Linked DNA regions of Zea mays: region 2 is linked to region 1. The links are chromatin contacts, called in public Hi-C maps. All regions are on one chromosome and are shown on one strand. Each heading gives the region's core, a stretch centred on a gene start, on an enhancer-like site or on the middle of the called end of the contact. The rest is flanking DNA. Distances are from core to core; before and after follow the strand shown. Region 1 has its middle 8.5 kb from the start of LOC103635109. Region 2 holds the start of LOC100383467 (Alkaline/neutral invertase A mitochondrial).

What was found. Hi-C and Micro-C count contacts between places; a contact is called where the count stands out from the background.
Region 2: a Hi-C map of leaf shows a contact between it and region 1, with 2.6 times the contacts expected there. The contact joins the promoter of LOC100383467 here to the enhancer-like site in region 1. A contact is called at or near these places in 9 of 25 Hi-C or Micro-C datasets (bundle sheath, ear, endosperm and 2 more).

The regions. Positions count from the first base shown.
Region 1 is chr8:40,832,414-40,835,326 of Zm-B73-REFERENCE-NAM-5.0, reverse strand. No RefSeq gene overlaps it. Among protein-coding and RNA genes, the nearest start is that of LOC103635109, 8.5 kb to the left of the region's middle. Within about 2 kb of position 1,401, at least 12 of the 20 cell types and tissues checked have an H3K27ac peak or open chromatin away from gene starts, as enhancers often do. A contact at or near this core is called in bundle sheath, endosperm and leaf, where this site is marked.
Region 2 is chr8:41,008,200-41,011,112 of Zm-B73-REFERENCE-NAM-5.0, reverse strand. LOC100383467 (Alkaline/neutral invertase A mitochondrial) reads right to left here and starts at 1,395. Exons shown (of 6, transcript NM_001176115.1): 1 at 582-1,395. The coding sequence starts at 1,220.

The sequences.
Region 1 (2,913 bases), core at 152-2,651:
TTAATTTTAATCTCTACATTAACAAATACAAATATATTTAGTAATTTGGGGGCTAAAAGAATAAATAGAGTGAATAAAAATTACTCTATAGAAACCAAACACCCCTTAAGTGTGCGAAATGATAGAGGAGATGAGAGCACATCACTGTATAGAAAAGACCTACGACTAAAATCAATCTTCAAAGACAATAAGAGCATCTCTAACAGTGACTTATCTCATTGCTCCAAATTAAATTATATAGCTCAAATTAAAAAAAAAATGCACAATCAGTGTTCTATTTTATAAAAATTTGTCAAAAAATATAGGTCACCTCCTAAAGTGTCACAAATATATTGCACCTTATTAGACTACCCAAACGATGTTCACTTCACGAAACTTTCTTTTCCAAATGAACGGAGTAGATTAATAGATTTTGGTTAATCACTTGATTCGAGGTTTTACTGTTGCAGCTTAGCTTTTTTTGTTGGTGTCGTAAATTTTATAAAATACAACAATTTTTACCTTTTAGGGCACTTTATAAGGCATATTGTTGCAGCTCTAAACCGAGTTACCAAATAGTTATATCCAGATTATTTAATCTATACTACGTAATTCAGATTATTTAATCTTATATATAATGTAGATTATATAATCTAGAGCTAAAATAAACAGATTACCTTATAATCTGAAGGCACTTTTCTTACTATATTGATGTTGCTGAATCTCAAACACTAGAGCAAGGTAGGGACAATGGGCGGTCAAGAAGAAACGGGGATAGAATTTGAAGGAGATAAGGCTTGGGGGTTGACGTGGCGGCGTGTATTGTACCTAGGTACCCTTTTCATTTAGCTGGTACCAGCAATTTCCAGCCAAGAGATTTGCTGCCCGGTCAGTGGACGCCAAAAATAAAGCGCTCGATGAGAATCTTACCTTGAGTGGATAATGTTTAATTTATAAGATGACGTGGCCGGCTTTTAGGACGCTTTTTCCAGCGTGCTTTGTGGGCCCTGTGACCATGTGACGTTTTTCTCCGCGACGCTAACTTTGTCGCTCCTGTTAGCTATGATGTTTAATATAGAGGCTATTTAGGTATTTAAAAGGGTCATTTATAAAAAAAATCATATAACTGTCTCTTTATTAAGAGACGTATCTAGCTTATAACCTAAGTAGCAACAGATGCTCACTTCCCACCATACGAATTTATGATCTGTTATATCTGATGTTGTATAAATGTATTTACTTTTGTATTTATTAATAAATTATGTTTATAAACACTTTATTATATAATAGAGTTTCTTAGTTATCTATTATGCTTCGGGAACCGTTTTTAGTGTCTCTCCACCGTCCATGGCTCATGGTTGGAGCAATGGTCACCGTCCTGTGCCGATGCCGATAAATAATGTCGCGGCTCAAAACTATGTGGCGAGGAAACAATTGCAGTCTATATATATTTCCGCAGAACGCTGTGGACGCAGCGACATGGCTAAGAACCGTGTGATCGTCGCTGTTCGTTAATGAATTTCTGAACTTTTTTTTGCAGGTTTCGCACACATCCTCCAGGAGAGAAAATTGCGTCGCTGTCAGAGACAACCCAGGTGTGCGAAAAATCCCAAAATCCCCGTGTTGCAATTGCGACCGCGAGAGGGATCGTTCGTGTCTAAAGAAATGGTGGTATGCCACTCGCTAATAGATATGTGGCTTTTGCGAATCAGAGTAATTCCTCGGTAATTTTGACTTAATTTGTCTTGGAAATAGACGAACCATTCGTTCAGTTTGATCATTTCGATTCGTCGTCCTACATGGCGTTCACGAGATGTTGCAGTTACTTCTATGAAAAGGTGTAGAATAATTGTGCGGTCAAAGAATCTAGAATATGTTGATAGAAATTGGGACGCCTGAGCCTGACCAATGCAAACGATCTAAGCTCTGGCTAACGTCATGCCTGACGCTGCCCAAAAGGCAGTCAGACAGAGGGACCAAAAAAAAACTACTAATCACCCTACCAAACTGCACTTTCAACTAAAGTACAAGCTGCTCGCTCATCCTTAGTTCTACTACGACAAGAAGGCTTTGCAAGGGATGAAACTAGACAAGTTGGAAAAAAATAAAAATGCATTATCATGTTATCTGTAATTTGGTTTTTTATAAAGGAAGTTTTTGTTAAAGTTCCAATAGCAGTATACGCCAGAGCTATCAGTTAATCCTTGCGCGGTGTGGGGATATATATCAATACTATTTTAACAACATAAAGTGTGCCATGTATTCTTCGCCTCTGCTTTTCCGGTATTTTTTTCTTGAATATGCATGAGACATGTCTATCACTTAAGAACATGGTAGTATAGAACACACTCAAATGCACCCACATGGAAGGACTTTAGTTACATCCGATTCTAAGATAAACAAAAAAAAAACAACCTGACCAAACAAATTACTAAACACCTACATCCTCTGTTCCAAAATAGTACAATTTTGCCTTTATGTTTATGTCTATATTAAAATAGATAACGATGGATCTTCACACATATATAAAATACATATATCAATCATGGTACAAACCTATTTATTAGCTAAAATAAATTTTAGTTTAGGACGGACAGGAGTATATCACAACCACCTCCAAGAGATAAGCCTTGGCACCTGCCTGATGCTAGAGGCGAGCTTAAAAAAATTGTATGAGGACAAGTTGTATACTAGCATTGGTTCACTAAACATGATCTTTGCAGTGTTTTCAAAACATCCAAGCCTCCGCCTTCTGGTCAATCTATTGTGACAGAATTGCGGTCTATTTGAATTTTGTTCTAGTTCCAAATTAAGAAAATGGTATTATGTGAAATTCTGTATGAAAATCACGAAGACACAACACACTATGATGATTCAATAGGTCCATTTTACTCCAAAAATCAAAAAACAAAAAACAGACCTATGGCCTGGGCA
Region 2 (2,913 bases), core at 146-2,645, 180 kb before region 1:
CATACCCTGAAATATTTTATACATATTTTAGTTTTTCTTAATTTTTTATTTAAAGTTTTAAAATAATAGAGAAGAGAGAATATGACGTAGGAACATCCTCTAAATTCAAAGGATGCTCTAGAGGACGTTGCTGGAGGAGATAGGGGAAATCTCCACTAAATTTAGGGCAGAGGAGCCTTTACATGCTCTTGTTCGAGCCAGCTTAGACCGTGTCTACTTCATGGCACTTTTATACGAGAGCAACATAATTATACGGCAAAACTTAAATCTTATCACTAATTTCCACAAGAAAAGAAATAGCTCATCTCAGACCTAAATAACCACAAACTGGTACGCATTCAGTAAAACGATGACACTTTTCACTTATCCAGAGAAATAAACGACAGAAAATGGTAATAGAAAAAGAAATCCTCAAATAGTGATCCAGACTTCGGTGTCTATTTCCACAACTCACGAAAAAAAAACTCGCGTACACTCCATTAACACTACTAAGCAATTAATATTCAGCTAGCATTCACTTCTTCAGGAATTTCAAATTTTGACCAGAGAACGAGTTACTAAGCAGATCGGGATTAGCTCACCTGAAGCTGCAGGGTGTGGAGGAGGAAGTTGCGGACGATCTCGGTCTCGCCGCGCATGAGGAAGGCGAGCGCGGAGGGCACGAAGTCTCTGATGAAGACCTGGTCGTAGTTGAGCGTCTCCGTGCACTCGGGGTCCTCTGCCGCCACCGTCCCCACGGGCTCGCCGCAGTAGCTAACGACCGCCCTCCGCAGCAGCCTCCACGCTTCCCTCTCCGTCTCCGTCTCCTGCCTCAAGGGCGCGGCCGGCGCGACCGCCTCATCGGTCTGTGCCGCCGCCGCGTCCTCCTCCTTGACAGGCGGGGTCTCAAGCGGGAACGAGTCCGGGAAGAGGACGCGGTCGAAGAAAGGGAGGTTGCCTGAAACGGCGGCGCGGGGGTCGGAGGGGACGGGGACCAGTACATGGGTGTCCGGGCCGGTCTGCGAGGCCTGCGACTGCGACGCCGCGGAGACGAGGAAGGGGAGGCGCCGGCCGTACGGGGGGTGGTGCGGGTGGGGCAATCTGGGAAATAGCGGGGTCGCGGTGCGCGCCGCCGTCTTTGACGCCGCGGCAGCGGAGGCGGACGAGAGGAGGCGGCGGCGGCACGGCCTCACTGCTGCGGCTGCTGCTGCGGCGAGCCCCATCGGGGTTTGACCATTCATATGGCAAGCTCCGGCGAAGGACACGGGCGCGCGTCGGAGATAGCTTCAGGGGGCTACGCGCAAGAAAGCAATACAGGCAAAGGTAACTTGTGTCAAATATTTGGTCGAAGAGGGTTCGATCTGCGAATGCGAAAGTGCAAAGAACGGTTCGGTTTGGGTTTGGTGGGGATACAACGGACAACGCACAGGAGAGCTGGGAGGGGGCAGGCTTTTTATAAAGATCGGGCGGTTGTTTGTGGGGTCCACCCTGGATTTAAAGGAAACGTTTCTGAAGTTTTTTGCCACATGCCCGTTCGCTAAACGTGGAAAAGGTTGAGGTCATTAACTCCAACAAGGAGCTCTAAAGGGTACTATACCCTAAATTTAGAGGACAAGGACGTCGTCTACTCACTCCAGCAACGTCCTCTAAACGGTCCTCTAAATTTAGAGAACGCTGCTGGATCCTCTATATGTAGAGTTTCTCTAAACGGTTCTCTATTTATTTGAATACTTTAAACAACCGGTTTAATAAAACTAAAATATGTACAATATATTTGAGAGTATGACAAATGCGTATGTAAAAAAATTAAAAAATTAAAAATGTTTTTAATATAGATATTTACATATAGAGGACGTGATTTAGAGGACGTTGTTGGAGAGAAAGTAGATATAGGAGATGAAATCTTTTATAGAAGACTGTAAAGGACGGTTATAGATGATGTATATAGAGAACGTTGCTAGAGAGGGTCTTATCTTTGGGTTTTAGGGATGGGTGAAATTGCGTGTGAATCGTGTTCGTGTAATGTGTTTTTCTGATGTTTAGAAATTCAAACTCTAATTTTAGATTTTCATTGTGTATAATATAAAATTTACAAATGTGATTAATCCCTCTCTATCTCATAATTATATCAGGTAGACAGACCATGAAGATAGTTAAATACACTATCAATACATATTCTATATTTTTTGGTACGTGATGTTTTAAATGGTGCTCTCTACGGGAGCACGGACGATCCGTGGTCTAGGACCGGAAGGTCTACGAGCTCGCTGCAAGAGCGGTTCCACTCTGCGTCACTCCGAACGGTCCGAGCATAGGGCACAGACGGTCTACCATAGCGTAGAGTTTTCTTCCTCCACAGAAGCCCTAGAACTCGCCTCCCGGGAATGACCCCGTCGGGAAAGAAGTTCCAAAACGTACCCAGGGCGTGTCCCTAGACGGCGTAGAGTCAAAGAGGGATGAAGAATATGGTTGGAGGAAAGCTAAACTTGGTCTAAATTACTTCTACTCCTAATACAATGAAGAACAAAGTAAATAAGGTAGATTGTGTTGAAAGATGCGATTGGGATCCCTTCAATCGGATGTACCCCTTTCTAGGGGCTTCCCAACATGTTCTCGCATGATTAGCGGATAAGCACACGTGGGAAAGGGACTTTCCCCCGAGAGCTAATCTAATCACGGACCGTCTAGCCATGCTTAGGTGCCAAATATGGTGCTCAACACATGCCCTTGCCTTTTCGGTAAGCTGAAGCAAACCAAAAGCACCTAGTACAAGATGTAAACAACTCGATGTGAATCCATTAGTTCTCTAAGCATCTTGCTATACACTAGGATGATAATCGCTTTAAGAAGCAGCCATTCAACGCATTGGGTAACTCATCACCTCGCAATGTGTGCAACATATATACATTACCAGATATCACTTGTGTAACTCTA